4 separate regions of the Mus musculus genome follow, and all the other regions are linked to region 4. The links are chromatin contacts, called in public HiChIP or PLAC-seq and promoter capture Hi-C maps. All regions are on one chromosome and are shown on one strand. The core of a region is the stretch at or near the end of the contact, and the rest is flanking DNA. Distances in the headings are between cores, read along the strand shown. Region 1 has its middle 4.5 kb from the start of Gm32124. Region 2 overlaps Bcat1 (branched chain aminotransferase 1, cytosolic). Region 3 has its middle 22 kb from the start of Gm32124. Region 4 holds the start of C2cd5 (C2 calcium-dependent domain containing 5).

Region 1 (3,794 bases), core at 1,147-3,646, 1.8 Mb after region 4:
TTTACACTGCTAATAAACCAATCATAGCGAGCCCAGCAAAAGAGGCGATTCTTCTCTGTAAATAACGCTCCCATCTCTGAGTCAAAACCTGGGGCCAGCTCACTGCGGTGTCAGTGACGAACAAGGGTGGGATTGGGTTTGTGTGCAGGAAACTGGATGCTAAGCCCAGCCCTGTCCACCCGACGTCTCAGCATGAGAAAATGGCTGAGGCTGCCTTCCAAATGCAGAAGCAGTCAAGTCTGGATCCTAGGATTGAAAGAGAAGGAATTGCTGCCCTGTGCCTAGGACACTCAGCTCAGGAGTATCCCTCTCCAACGTCAGTTACAACAAGTTTTAAAAATAGCTTATTCTGGACCTGGTAGTGTGCGCCTCAGTAGTCCCAGCACCAGGGAGGTAGAAGCAGAAAGAAGCTTTAGAGTTCAAAGGCCAATATCCAAGCCGGGCGTGGTGGCGCACATCTTTAATCCCAGCACTCGGGAGGCCGAGGCAGGCGGATTTCTGAGTTCAAGGCCAGCTGGTCTACAAAGTGAGTTCCAGGACAGCCAGGGCTGCACAGAGAAACCCTGTCTCGAAAAACCAAAAAAAAAAAAAAACCCCATATAGTGAGTTTGAGGCCAGCCCGAGCTTCATTAAGATCTGACTCAAAACAAGAAAACAGCTCAAAGAAATGTTTTTCAACCATGGACACAGTTGGCCTTTCAAGTTGCCTACGTGAGAGATCTAAGTATCCACACTGGCTTCCAAGCACTTCCCTATCCTTTCTCTTCATAATCTAAGAAACAAGACAGATAATATTCTGCTGAAGGTCATGTTGTCTCCTAAGGTCATGTGCTAATTAGCAGTGCTAATTTCTAGAGACCAGATCTCTTCGCACCTTGTTGGTGGGGACACATCTTTACCTGGTGGGTCACTGAAAGTGCTTCATGGTGCGGACTTGGAAAGATGGTGTCTATATTTAGATTGTTGGTGTGCACCACTCGCTGGGTAAACACTGTTGGAGCTGCTTTTGATAGGTGGACTTAGGCTTGCACAACCAATGGAGAGCAGGTAGGTAAGAGAAGAGACTGGGATGTCATTTTAGTTTGGAAACCATTAAATATAATCATCTGTGTATGTGTGTGTGTGTGTGTGTGTGTGTGTGTGTGTGTGTCCATGTAAGAAAGTGAGGGAGACTTAGAGGTGGAAAAATAACACATTCCAGCCCATAATATGCTGCCGCCCTCTGTGTCCCACAATCCATGAAGATGCAGTGAGACGCCATAGGTCAATCAAAGCCAGGAAGGCTGAAATGTGTGCTAAAGTGTAGGGATTAAAATATTATGCCTGACACTGTATAATGCATGGTGGGAGAAAAAAAATTTTCGTGAGTATAAATTAGCTTTACTGTTGAGTGTAAAAGTCTTCCTTTTGGTTATTTATGAAGCTTCATCTTGAAGATTGCCTTCCCTGCGTAACAAGCAAATCAGAATTTGTCATGTGCAAATCTTGTAAAGATTGCAAGGCCGGTGCATAATTAGCCTCAGAAAAGTGTGACCAAACTGAGTGAGAAATAAAAACACTATGTAAAGGCAGGCAGGCCAGGGGAGGTTGGGGCGTGTTTGGGGCGTGGTCAGTCGTGGTGGGCCTTGATCAGGGTGTGGTCGGGCCTTGGGCGGGGTGTGGTTGGAGTGTGGTCGGCCCTGGAAACTTTCACTCTAGGTTTTCCTGACTTGGTGATATATGTTCAAAGTCTGGAGAGAAAGTAAAATTATGTAACAAGTGTTTCTCTTCTGCTGTTCAAACGGCTGCTATTGTTCCTAGATCAAAGACTTTGGTGATGAAGTGCTTACAGGGCTCTGAGTAGGAAGAAATATTTAAATAGGGAAGAACAGAGAGCGCAAGCTGGCAGAAGAAGGAAATAAGGGGTGGGGAGGAAGGGCTGGCGCGGTGATCTGCCAACGGTGAGTGCCTAAGACCCTCAGACTGGAGCATGCCTAAGCTTCCCCGCTGACAACCTCACTCAAGCTCCGGTTGTATTTCTGCTCTAAAAATCAGAGGCGAGCTCCCCCCACCCCACCCCCTGGTGCCACACATGTGCCCTTCTGCCTAATCCAGTGTGTAATGTTCTGAAGTCATGTTTGAGTTTCCTGTAAGGCACACACCGCCCTTCTTCACCAAAGAAAGACTTGTTTCGAGGTCAGATGTTTCTCACCAAGACACGGAGAAAATCCCCAGCTAATTGCTGTTGTTCAAACCCTCTTCCATCTCCTGCCTCCAGGGATGGAAGCCCGGTGCCCCCGGGGACCATTACATAGCAGTCTGTCAGGCCTTCGCGCCTGCGCAGCCTGCTGAGCTCATCCTCTGGCAGGGTGGAGTGCAGGCCAACGCTGGGTGTGAAAGCTTTGAGGGGGAAAACCCAGGAAGTGGTCGGATGACTCCGTGCTGGTACTTTGTTGAGTCAGACCTGGGATGGTTTCAGTGTGCAGAGTAGACACCAAGCTGCCAAAGAGATGTCCATCCTCTCTCTTGTCCCTTGGGTGTTCCTCAGACCTCGGGACCTCTTCCCTCACTTTGATTGCGGAGTCAGTGCCTTCAAGCCCACTGTTCTGTCCCAGCCCAGGTACCTGACAAAGCAGCTGCAGGGCTGCTAACAATACACTCGTTGTGTCTGTAGAGTGAGAGCCAACACAGAGCGTGTCCGGAATCTGATTCTTAGTTGTACAGAGCCTCCTGCAGCCTGTATTCTCTTTAAAATGCTTTAGCTGTTCCTGAATGTCTTCTGGACCAGTTCTTATCACTCTGGCAAACAGGCTACTTAAAAGGAGGAATGGCTCTTTGGGGCTCATGGTTTGAAAGGGTACAGAGGGAAAGGCGAGGAATTCACTGCTGGGGGAGCAGAGGGTACGGCTGAGAGTCTTCACCTCTCCACACACCAGCAGGCAGGAAGTGGGGTCAGGTCACAAACCTCGAGGTCCGCCCCAAAAGCAACCCACTTCCTCCAGAGAAGCTTCGTCTCCTGAAGGCTCCGTATCTCCCCCCACAGGACCACCAGCTGGGAACGGGTGTTCAGATGCCCGGGCCTGGGGGCACAGTCACATCCAAAGCATACATAACGCACTCCTTAATCAAGTCATTGTCTGCACTCTGAGAAGCACTGTCGAGCAAATGTCTTGTCACTTAATCTTGTCACTTGGACAGAGTGGTTGCAGCATAAATTCATATGGAGAAGACATCTGATAGAGTTTAAGTCCTGCACAAAGCAAATTAAGGATTTCTGGGAACTGAGTAGGCAATAAGGTAGAAGGGAACAGGGGGAGGGGGTGGAAATGAACATCCGTGCTCTACCCATGCATCCAAACAGACATTGCTTTAAAAAAACAAAAAGTCAATTTCCATGTATCCGTGCCCTTTATAACCTTCCTAGGGAAGGTTGTAGGACTTTCTGTGGTCTTTCTATACTGTAAATATGAGCGTGATAATGCTTTTCAAACATTTCTACTCCAAAAAAAAAAATTCTTTTAATGAAAAGCTACAGCCCAGAAGTCAAAGGGTCCACACCCACCCTCCCATGCTGTTCATGTCTGTGGGTTCCAGTAATTATCCTTAAAAATTCCCTGAGAGCAATTTCTTAGATTAATGACCTTCAGGGAGGCTGACACCTTCAGAAGTTAGCAAAAGTTCCCCCTCATTAGAGAATGTGCAGGTGGAATTAAGTTTAAAGAGATGGGGAGACTGTGCTGCCTTAGCTCGGAAGATCCTCTGTGGAAGAGGGATGGATGCAGGAGGGTCAGAACACAGAGAAGGGACAGGGGACT
Region 2 (3,666 bases), core at 222-2,721, 1.9 Mb after region 4:
CTGAAACAAAAGCAAAAACACGTGCTTCAGTCTAAAAGCGAGCAGCTCAACAAAACCCCACAGGCTCCATCAGCTGCAGCAGGGGCTCTGCAGCTAAGAGCTCGGACTGATCTTCCAGAGGACCTGGCTTCTATCAGCACCTGGGTTCAAAAGTCTTTAATTCCCGCTCCAGCGGATTCAACACCCTCTCTGTTTCATGTGCACATACCACCCCCTCTATTCCCATAGACACATAATTAAAAATAAAAGCGAATCTTCTAAAAAAAGAAAATGAGTGTGTTGGCACCTACCCGTAGTCCCAGCACTTGGGAGGTGAAGGCAGTAAGGATCGACAGGCATTTAAGGCTAGCCTGGACTGTAAAAGACTATCTCAATCAATCAATAAAATGATAATGGCCTCAGGATGAACCTGCAGCTTCCTTTTCCTACTCCATGAAACAAGAGCCCATTCCTCACACCCCTTTCCCTGATGCCTGAAGCCCAGGCTCCTGCTGCCCCGAGGCAGGCATGGTGGTATTAATAATATTCATCTTGTTAGGATACCATGGAAGAATTTGATGCTTGCTGTGATGTGATGTCTGCCGTGTCTCTTCAATAGCTCTGGTTTGAAGGCTCTGTCCCCAGGGTGGAGCTACCAAATGATAGCAGAACTGAAGCTGTGGCCTTGGCCCTTAGCTCACTAGAGCCATTGCCTTTCACTGCATAGAAACCTGCCACCTACCTGCCAGTCTCAGAGACCAGACCAATGTCTAATCTCTAAAACTGTGAGCTAGACAAACCTTTTCTCGTTATAAAATGACTACCTCAAGTATGTTGTTTAATAATATGAAACCTATCAATGCCATATTGTTTAAGACATTTCCCGTCTCTTCCTATATGTAAATACACAAAAGTAACACATGAGCTGTATTTAAAAAAAATTATCTTGGCATCTCATTCCTTCTTTCAATGAAGAAATATTACTGTCTGTATACTCTACCCAAGACTTGTGCTAATCCCAAGGGACATAAAGAGAAGTTTAAAACAAAGCAAAACAAACAAACAAACAAACAAACAAACCCAAAACCCAAGCATTCAAGCAGCTCTAGGAGGGACGGGTGTGACTGAACTTTGGAGTCTAGGTAGCTCAGGAGGTATTTAAAAGCTTTCCACAGGAGGTGTGCCGCACATGCTCTGGGGGAACTCTGGAAGGTTCAGGGCCAGCCTGGTCTACACAGTGGGACCCTGTCTTAAAAACAAATCCAATGAAAAGGTTCCTACAGGGATTGAACACTGAAGGACAGACAGCCATGACCTTATAATGCAACCACGTTGTAGGAGGCTCAGCAGAGACGTGGCCTCATGAAACAAAGGTGCTTTTGCCCCGCCCCCCACCCCCAGAGTGGGAGCTGGGAGTGTAGGGTGGGTGGAAACAGGAGAGCAGGCGACATGGAGAGCTAGTGCCTCTCCCTCCTCATTATAAAAAGAAGGGGTGGGGCACAAAACAATCTTGTGTTGGGACTGTGCCCTTTGCAGGAGGTAAAGTGAAGGTCCCGTAAGCTAGCACCCAGGGACCAATGTGGATAATTAGCTACACCGGACAAGTACTTATCCTAATATTCAAAAGTTTATACATCTGAGGTTTCAAAAATTCCCCCTGGGTCATACTGGCAAGAACTTGGGTTTTAATTTTTCTTTTGTGGGTTTTTTTTTAACTCTTGTCTTTAATTTTGTGGAACACTTTGTAGGGAAACATCATGTTTCTGTGTAACACCCAAAGAGATCAAATGTCAAACATGATGTAACATCAGACTTCTTTTTTCCCCCTCAGTAATTACTAAAATTATTTTTCTTGGAAACAGGCGAGCTAGTCACTTGGCTAACAGCACCAATTTGCCATCTTGTCAGAGGATAATTTGGAGACTTGAGGACACAAGCATAAAATAATTGAGGGAAGAAGATGTGGTTTTGATTATGGACGGAAGGCCCTGTTGCTTAACGCACTGGGGGACACGGGGGTGTGTGCTTGTGACTGACTCCGAGTCATCTCTGATCTCCTGTGCCTGTGGTTACGACCTTTGTCTTTGTTCAGTATGGATTCTGAGTGGACGGGGGGGGGGGGGGGGGGGGGGCTCAGACTTGCAAAATGTGTGATGACTGTGAACTTCTGATCCCCATGTCCACCCACCAAGTGCTGGATTACCAGCATGTGCCTGCAACCGGAAATACTCTACTTCCCCAGGCCTGACGTTGGATTTAATGTCACCGTCCCTGAAGCACATAAATCAAGAGGGGAAAGTTTGGGTTTTCTCAACCGCTCTACCACATGTGTCTGTTATTTATTTTTTTCCTTTTTCCAGTGTGTGTGTGTGTGTGTGTGTGTGTGTGTGTGTGTGGTGTTGTAGGCGTGTCTATATGTGTCTGGACATGTGGACATGTAGATACATATATATATATGTGCACGTGCATGCAAAGTCCTAAGGTTGACACTCTTCTTCCTTATTCACAGAGATAGGGTCACTCAATCAAGCCCAGAGCGCATGGATAAGGCTGGTTGAACTGGGCAGATTGCTTTGGGGATCTCCTGGCTTTCTTTCAGAATCACCAGGTGGGTTGTCATGTCATGCAGCAATCTACATAGGATTCTGGGTACCTGAATTCTGTGGGTGACAAGCATTTAAGCACTCATCCCCTATGTGCGTCTTTTCAATTTTAACCTTTAAAAAAAAAAATCAGGTCTCACTATATAGCCCTGTTGAACGCCAACTCCCGATGTAGACCAGGCTGGCTTTGAACTCAGAGATCCCTTGCCCATCCCTCCAAAGTGCTGGGATTAAAGGTGTTCTCCTCACCAACTTTCTTATAAAAGATCTCTATGGAAAGCACCTCACTGGTGTAAAACAATAAGTAACTATTCTCTTTCCTTCTTTATTAGTTATTAGTTTTGGCTTTTTAAGACAGGGTTTCATATAGCCCAGGCTAGCTTGGAAGTTCATTTGGTGGAGGATGGCCTCTGGTCTCCTGAACTCCAGATGTAGTGAGATTACAAATGTGACCAGCTGTCTGGTGTGAGAGGCTGGGGCCTGACCCCAAGGCTTTGTGCCCAGTAAGCAAGGACTCCACCAAATGAGCTCTGTCCCCAGCCTGAGAAACTCGGGAGAGAAAAGCAGGTGGCTTATTATATAGAAAAAGCAGGTAACAAAATTGTGTTTAATTACAACTATCTTGTTGGAAAATATAAGTAAACAGGTAAATGCTTATATAATATTGGAGTTATAAACATTCAAAACTTAGAATTAACAGTAATTGTATCTAAGTGCTAGATCCATGGGTAAGTTTAATTCCTCTTTCTTTCTTCCCCCCTCCCCCAGCTCTGGTTATTGAGACATGACCTGACATTACCACATGGTAGGTTAAGACAGCACCACTATATTCCAACCCTGTCTCCTATTTTTAATATATTTTCCATTTTTACAATAACATGTTATACTCTTAAATCAGAATTTTAAAGTATTGAAACACATTTATTCTGGAATGCTAGCTGACACCACATCCCTCATGAGTACTCCACTTCCACACCCCCCACCCCCCACCCCACCCCCCACCCCCTCCCCGCCTTCTCTCTTTCATCTCCGGTCTTACTCAACTCTGCTTATTCTGTCAGGAATATCTTCCTTAAGTTTAAAT
Region 3 (3,394 bases), core at 416-2,915, 1.8 Mb after region 4:
TGAGGCATTCCTTCCCCATGAGGTACCAGCTAGGTGTGGCCTTGCTGAAGGAAGTGTGTCACTAGGGGTGGGCTTTAAGGTTCAAATGCTCAAGCCAGGCACAGTGTTGTTCTCTCTCCTCCTATTGCCTCCTAATCCACATTTAGAACTCTTAGAAGCCTGTCCAGTACCGTGTCTGCCTGTGCACTGCCACACTTCCCACCACGATGAACTGCAGACCAGCCCCAATGAAATGCTTTCCTTTATAAAAGTTGTCGTGGTCATAGAGTCATCTCAGCAATAGAAACCCTACCTAAGGAAGTCACACGACAAAACAAAGAGATGAGGATGAGAATGAGAGTTTTCAGGAAGACTGAAGATTAGCACGGGTCAGAGAGAAATAAGATGTGGAGTGAGAGTAGTCAGAGGAGGGGTGCATGTGTGCCGTGTGTGTGTGTGTGTGTGTGTGTGTGTGTGTGTGCGCGTGTGTGTGTGTGTGTAGCGTGTAGCATGTGGCATGTGTGTGTGCATGTGTGGTGTGTATATGTGTTCATGTGTGTGTGTGGTGTGTGGGAAGATATTCATGTATGTGTGTGTGGTGTGTGTATGAGCATATGCATGTGTGTGTGTGGTGTGTGGGAAGATATTCATGTATGTGTGTGTGGTGTGTGTATGAGCATATGCATGTGTGTGTGTGGTGTGTGGGAAGATATTCATGTATGTGTGTGTGGTGTGTGTATGAGCATATGCATGTGTGTGTGCATTTGTGGTAGGTGTATATGTGTATGTATACATGTGAATGTGTGTGTGTGTGGTGTGAGCATGTACATATGCATATGTGTGGTATGTGTATTGTGTGTGCAGGTGTATGTGGTATGTGTGCATCTACATATGCATGTGTGTGTAGTGTGTGTGAGTGGGTAGGGGTGGGTATGCATATGTGTGTGGTATGAGTGTGTGTGCATATGCATGTGTGTGTATGCATGTGTGGTGGGTGTATATGTGTGTGTGCATGTATACCTGTGCATGTGCGTGTATGTGTGTGTGTGTGTGCATCTATGCGTGCCTTGTGTGGTCTGTATATGTGTGGTGTGGGGCATGCATGTATGTGCGTGTCTGTGGTGGGTGTGTGGTATGTGTGTATATGTGTATGTGGTATGTGTGGTATATGTGTGCATGTGTGTGAAAATGCCAAGTAACAGATTTAATGAATTAAAAAAGAAAATATTAAGAGTCATGTGTGACTTAAGATTGGAGTCCAACCTACCAAAAATATCTCTAAAGGAAAAGCTAATTCATTTCCATAAAGACTAGAAATGATCTGGGCTAGCAAAGGAGGGAGATGTGGGCGGACAGAGCGTGACTTAAAAGCAGGGAGGGATCACTCTTTGGGGTGGTTTTGATAAATCTCTCATCAGGTGGTTTGTCATTCTTTGGGCCGAGAGCAATGAAAGTACACTATCAGGCTCTCCTAAAATAAACCATAGCAGACTTTTAAAAAGTTACCCTCAAAGGGTACTTTGTTCTTTTTCTCTGGAGCCAATCCAAAACCAACAACAACAAAGGAAGGCAAAGAAGGGTGTAAAGCCTTAATCTGGGTCAGTTTGTGTAATTCAACTTAATCTAACTCAACACACTTCATTGAGTGTGTGCTGTGTGGAGGGCATCGTCTCTCCACTTCCTGTCTGTGACCTCATCTCTGCACTTCAGACGTGTGTCGTGCAAGGAAGCGATGGGTGTTCAGGTCAGAAGTCAGATTACATTTGACCCATAACAAGCAAACTCTTTATACCCTGACTAACCAGCACTGGATGGGGATGGAAATATCAGCTCACTGTCAGGGCCATGACTGCCGTTCTATAGGGTACTTAAAGTTCATGAGTTCATGAGTCCTGGTTCTTGGTGTTAGGAGTGGGGGTTAGCAAGAATTCGAGTGTGTGTGTGTGTATGTGTGTGTGTGTGTGTGTGTGTGTGTGTGTATGTGTGTGTGTGTGTGTGTGTGTGTGTGTGTGTGTGTGAGAGAGAGAGAGTCTGTGTGTCTGTGTCTGTGTGTGTCTGGGTCTGTGTGTGTGTATGTGTGTCTGTGTGTCTGTGTGTGTGTGTGTGTGTGTGTGTGTGTGTGTGTGTGTGTGTGTGTGTGTGAATAAGACAGCTACCTTGAAGGTAGTGCAATAGTACAGTTGGTAAATGCTTGCCACAAAACCATAAGGACCTAGGTTCTACATAAAGGGCTGGCCATGGCCACACTTATAATTCCAGTTCTGTGGAAGAGCAAGAGGATCTCTGGGGCTTGCTGGTTAGCCAGTTAAGCCAATCAGAAGTCTCCAGAAACAAGGTAGAGACTAGCTGAAGAAACACCCTACATCGACTTCTGCCCCCACCCCCCACAGGCACGCACACATGCACATGAATGCACACACACACACAAATAAATAAAAATCAAACTATGTTTAAGTGACTCTCTTGCTGTTCGTATGAAATACTATCTTTATGGTGCACTTTGTTTCACGTAAGGGAGCTAAGACTTTACAGTACCAGCTAAGGCCCATTCAGTCTCTGAAATACCAGTTGACGGCGTGGCCCTCTCCAAAGGCAGAGGAGGCAGGGAATCCAATCTCTTCAATAAGCAGCTGCAAGGTTCAGAGATGCACGGGACCAACAGGAAGGAATCCACAGAGCTCCTATCCCAGGGCACTGGCACCACAGTTCACGTGTCACCATCCCAAGACACAGTCACAAGTCCAAGTGCTTACACTGAGTCAGTCAGTATTGGTGGCACTTGGTTATAATCCCAGCAGTTAAGGGGTCCAGGCAGGAGGATTGCCATGAAGTCTACATGAATACCAGGCAAACCTGGGTCATAGACTGCAACTCTGTCTCAAAGAAAATAAAGGAAAAATTCATATTGTAAAGTGCAATGAGGGGACATAATCATGCACATACACACATGAGCACACGTGTGCACACACACGTGCATGCATGCCCATATACATACATGTACACTCACACATGCACACATGTACACATACGTCTGTTCCTTTCTAGTTCAAAGGCAGAAGAAGAATTTTATTCCCTCCACATGAGTGATCTCAACCAATTCAACACAGTGTACCAAGAAGCCACATTCCCTGAGACATGGGTATCCAGTCCTGACAACGGCCTTGCAAAAGAGACTTCCTTGGCCCTTTTGAGTATTGGTACCATAGAGAGCAAGTTGGGGTCCTGCAAGCATGCCTCTGGTCTTGTGTACCATGCAGGAAAGCCTAAATTCAATCCCTAGAACTGCACAAACTAGGCACAGTTCTACAGGCCTGTAATACCAACACTCAGGAAACAGAGGCAGGAGGATCAGTGACTCAAGGCTATCCTCAGCTATGTGGAGTATCTGAGGCCAGCCTGGGCTACAGAAGAACAG
Region 4 (3,299 bases), core at 291-2,790:
CCACTGCCTAACCTGTAAGATGAGGATATGGCTCCTAGTTAGCTTTGCTGTAAAAACTAAGGATTCAAAAGTACAAAACACAAATATCTCAATAATGAAGCTCAATACATATTAGATATTAATATCAGCTGTGTGGATTACTCTCCAGGCTGCCTGAAAGGCAGTACAACTTCAGTTATCATTAGATCTCTGTTGACATCTGGCCCAGGAGCAAACTGCTTTGGGTTTTGTTTTTTGTTTTTTGTTTTTTTTTTTGGGGGGGGGGGGTTAGTTTGGTTTGTGTTTGTTTGTTTCAATAAAAGATGAAGTTGAACTCAACAAATGCCATAAAAATAAATAAAATAAAAAATACAGTGAATTGCAGTTAATTAGGTTCTGGAACGTTTAAGAATATATTGAGTATAAGTATACTGTCATATGTCTTTGAACCCTAAGCATTAATAGCCCAAATGATTATTGCTCTAATGGTCTGCCTCATTATGTCAACTTTTATTACAATTTCTCCTTGGCTTCTTTCAGGTTGTGAGTTATTAACTTCCGGACAGTAGGCCTGTGCTAATTTGCATGACTTTTAAACTAATCATTAGACTTAAAGAGCAATTTTGCAATTGAAACCCATGGCACTTAATTGACTTCCTACCTCGAGGCAATAAATTACCCTGAAACAGCTCACCTCCCTACCAGTCTACACAAGGGCAGCTTTAGTGCTGCTGTTGTGTGTGACTTGCACTGATGATTCAGACGGTGTTGGGGTACGGGTTGGATGTAGTCGCACCGTGGGGCTGTGGGTGTCCCCAGAGGGCTGGCTGCGTGGACTTGCTGCAGCAATGGCCCTTAACCTCCTAACCGCAAACGAGGTCGTGGCGAGCGTCTCCGCTGCCACGCCTCGGACCGGCAGGTGGTCGGACCGACGCCCTGACCGCGAGCTTGGCAGCGGGACGTGTCCAGGACCGATGGCCACATCTCACGGGCTGGGGGCGGGCGGGCATCCCTCCACGGAGCCGGGGACCGCGGGAAGGGCAGGGCTCGGCGCCCCGTGCTCTGGGGGGCAGGACCAGGAACCAACCTCCACGAAGGCATCCGTCAGGTCACTGGCACGGTCCATCACCGGCAAATGGCGACCGGCCACAATTTTCACCTTCAGCTTCCCCGGCATCACGGCGGCTTCGGCCTCTCCTAGGATTCCTGCAGAAACAAACAAGCGAGTCTGCGCCGAGCGAGCGAGCGAGCGCGAGCCCGGGGGGGGGGGGCGCGGGGGCGCGCGGAGAGGCGTCGGGAGCGCGCGCCAACTGACAGCGGAGGGCGCGCGCGCCGCACTCACGCTCTGAGCAGGAACCGAGTCGTCCCGCGCGGCCACCGAGGCCTCATTCCGGAGAAGCAGCCGGAGGAAGGGCGCCGGCCAGCCGTGCTGCCCTACCCCTGACGTGCTGCAGAGAGCCGCCAAGTCCAGTCAGCATCCCGCAAAGCAGGCACCGCGCCCACCCACCTTTCTCCTCCCACCTTCCAAAAATGGCGGCTCGAGGGGCGGGAGCGATCGATCTCTCGGTGCTCTGCCCTGCGGCGGGGCCGATTTGAATTCGCGGGGCCATGGGAGAGGGGCGGGGCTGAGCTGGAGAGCAGGGGAACCGGTCGAGCCCTGCATCATCTACCCAGCCTCGGGTCGGTTAGGTGCAGGAGCCGTGCTGAGGACACGCTCCAGCGCTCTGGGCACCCGGCGCTGGTGACAACCCAGCCGCGCTTCATTTTGTTGGCCCTTGGACAGACTGCTGCTGCCAAGCATACTAGAGGAGTCTACTTTTAGTGTTTCCTGAGACGGCCACCAGGAAGGGGTACTGATGCGAGTAGTGGTTTTCTATGAATTTCAGTAAGAATCCTCTGGTTAGAGTCAGGTGTGGGGACGCACACCTGTCAACCCAGAACTTGGAAAGTGGAGGCAGGAGGATTGCATCGAGTTCTTAGCCAGCCTGGGCAACAGACGAAAAGTTTGGCTCAAAAAAGAAAAAAAAAAAAAAAAAAAAAAAAAAAAAAAAAAAAAAAAGGAAAAGGGACAAAAAATTACACACACGCATCTCAGCTAGTGAAAATAAATATTATTTCTTCAAAGACTTATTTCAGTCACAGGCAATTGTACTGTGTACTGGGTTATAGATGGCACTTCACACTTCCTTATGTCAGTGTGAACTTTGTGTGTCAGTGTGAACTTTCTTTTTTGAGGCAACATCTTGCCTGCTGGCCTCTCCTTGGTATGCAGCCCAGGCTGGCTTTGAATGTGGCAGTCTTCCTGGTGTATTGTCACAAGTGCTAAGGTGATGGGTTTGTGCCTGCACATCCAGCTCTCTAAGTATTAAGCATTCACACGCCTAAAGGAAAGGTCTACAGTGCTGGCTAAAAGTCAGCAAGAAACGAACCTCCAGCGGTACATGTAGTCAGTGTGAGAAATGAGCCCGAAGAAGACCTCACTAGGTCTCTGTAAATTGACCCCACTCTAGATACATCATGAGCCTGTCAAAGTGGGGTATTAGATACTGCTTCAGACTATCAGAAAATGATTGGGGTTGAAGCCCACACACAGGATGGAACAAGAGCACTTCCTACACTATGGCAAACCCAGCATTGGCAATACACTCTGTAGTAAATACTGAAATCAACACTGAAAATGCCAGTGGGAAAAAAATCACAGCACTGAATTTATCAGGAATGGAAAATTCCTAAATGAAGATATCAGCATGGTCTTTTTAACTTCAAAAATACTAAAACAGGATAGAAAAATTACTTGAAGTGGTAATGAACCAGAAACGCCCTTTCAAAAAGAGTCCTCCTGAGAAAGGAATTTTGCCCATGGGCAAAACTGAATTCTTCCAAAGAAAATGTCCTGCTCAAAAGAAGAAAAAGAATAAGTAAAAGATACATTGTTGCATACTGTTTGGACTAGAGAAATTTCCATCCTTGTCAGTAACAATAAGATCACAATCTCACATAATTTCCTTGGACCCACCTGTAGCTTTTTCCTAAGCACCTAAACTATCCTTGCTGAATTCAAGGGTCTACTACAAATCAGTCCATGTTCTTTACATTGTTTTCCCCTTCACTGAACCATTTTATTTAATAAACCATTTTTTAATGAAATCTATATCTAAGATTGTTCTCTCTGCATCTTCTCAACTGTTCCTCATCCTGCTTGGCGGTAGTCTTTGCAGTTTTTGGTCTGATGATAAACTCCTTGCTGAGGTAAATGCCCACACGGACATGTGGGCCGCTGGCCTTTTCTGCTGTCAATTGTGGATGACATTTCCTGTAAA

The links. Promoter capture Hi-C pulls out the DNA fragments that hold promoters and counts their contacts. HiChIP or PLAC-seq counts read pairs in DNA pulled down with a chosen protein or histone mark.
Region 1: a contact with region 4 is called in an H3K27ac HiChIP or PLAC-seq map of large pre-B cells, with 6 times the contacts expected there. The contact joins the enhancer-like site here to the promoter of C2cd5 in region 4. A contact is called at or near these places in 2 of 39 promoter capture datasets (hippocampal neurons and pre-B cells), 2 of 115 datasets of contacts at active chromatin or transcription factors (embryonic stem cells and large pre-B cells) and 1 of 9 other capture datasets (embryonic stem cells).
Region 2: a promoter capture Hi-C map of embryonic stem cells shows a contact between it and region 4, with 10 times the contacts expected there. The contact joins the enhancer-like site here to the promoter of C2cd5 in region 4. A contact is called at or near these places in 5 of 39 promoter capture datasets (the 3T3-L1 cell line, embryonic stem cells, frontonasal cranial neural crest and 2 more), 1 of 484 Hi-C or Micro-C datasets (cortical neurons), 2 of 115 datasets of contacts at active chromatin or transcription factors (embryonic stem cells and forebrain) and 1 of 9 other capture datasets (embryonic stem cells).
Region 3: an H3K27ac HiChIP or PLAC-seq map of large pre-B cells shows a contact between it and region 4, with 9 times the contacts expected there. The contact joins the enhancer-like site here to the promoter of C2cd5 in region 4. A contact is called at or near these places in 4 of 39 promoter capture datasets (the 3T3-L1 cell line, hippocampal neurons and pre-B cells) and 1 of 115 datasets of contacts at active chromatin or transcription factors (large pre-B cells).

What each region holds. Positions count from the first base shown.
Region 1 is chr6:144,900,410-144,904,203 of GRCm38.p6, forward strand. No RefSeq gene overlaps it. Among named protein-coding and RNA genes, the nearest start is that of Gm32124, 4.5 kb to the left of the region's middle. Within about 2 kb of position 2,397, at least 178 of the 459 cell types and tissues checked have an H3K27ac peak or open chromatin away from gene starts, as enhancers often do. A contact at or near this core is called in pre-B cells, where this site is marked.
Region 2 is chr6:145,000,305-145,003,970 of GRCm38.p6, forward strand. The region is part of intron 10 of Bcat1 (branched chain aminotransferase 1, cytosolic); the gene reads right to left. Among named protein-coding and RNA genes, the nearest start is that of Gm26666, 45 kb to the right of the region's middle. Within about 2 kb of position 1,472, at least 52 of the 459 cell types and tissues checked have an H3K27ac peak or open chromatin away from gene starts, as enhancers often do. A contact at or near this core is called in embryonic stem cells, where this site is marked.
Region 3 is chr6:144,918,271-144,921,664 of GRCm38.p6, forward strand. No RefSeq gene overlaps it. Among named protein-coding and RNA genes, the nearest start is that of Gm32124, 22 kb to the left of the region's middle. Within about 2 kb of position 1,666, at least 35 of the 459 cell types and tissues checked have an H3K27ac peak or open chromatin away from gene starts, as enhancers often do.
Region 4 is chr6:143,098,612-143,101,910 of GRCm38.p6, forward strand. C2cd5 (C2 calcium-dependent domain containing 5) reads right to left here and starts at 1,541. Exons shown (of 29, transcript NM_001362113.1): 1 at 1,322-1,541; 2 at 1,067-1,185. The coding sequence starts at 1,156.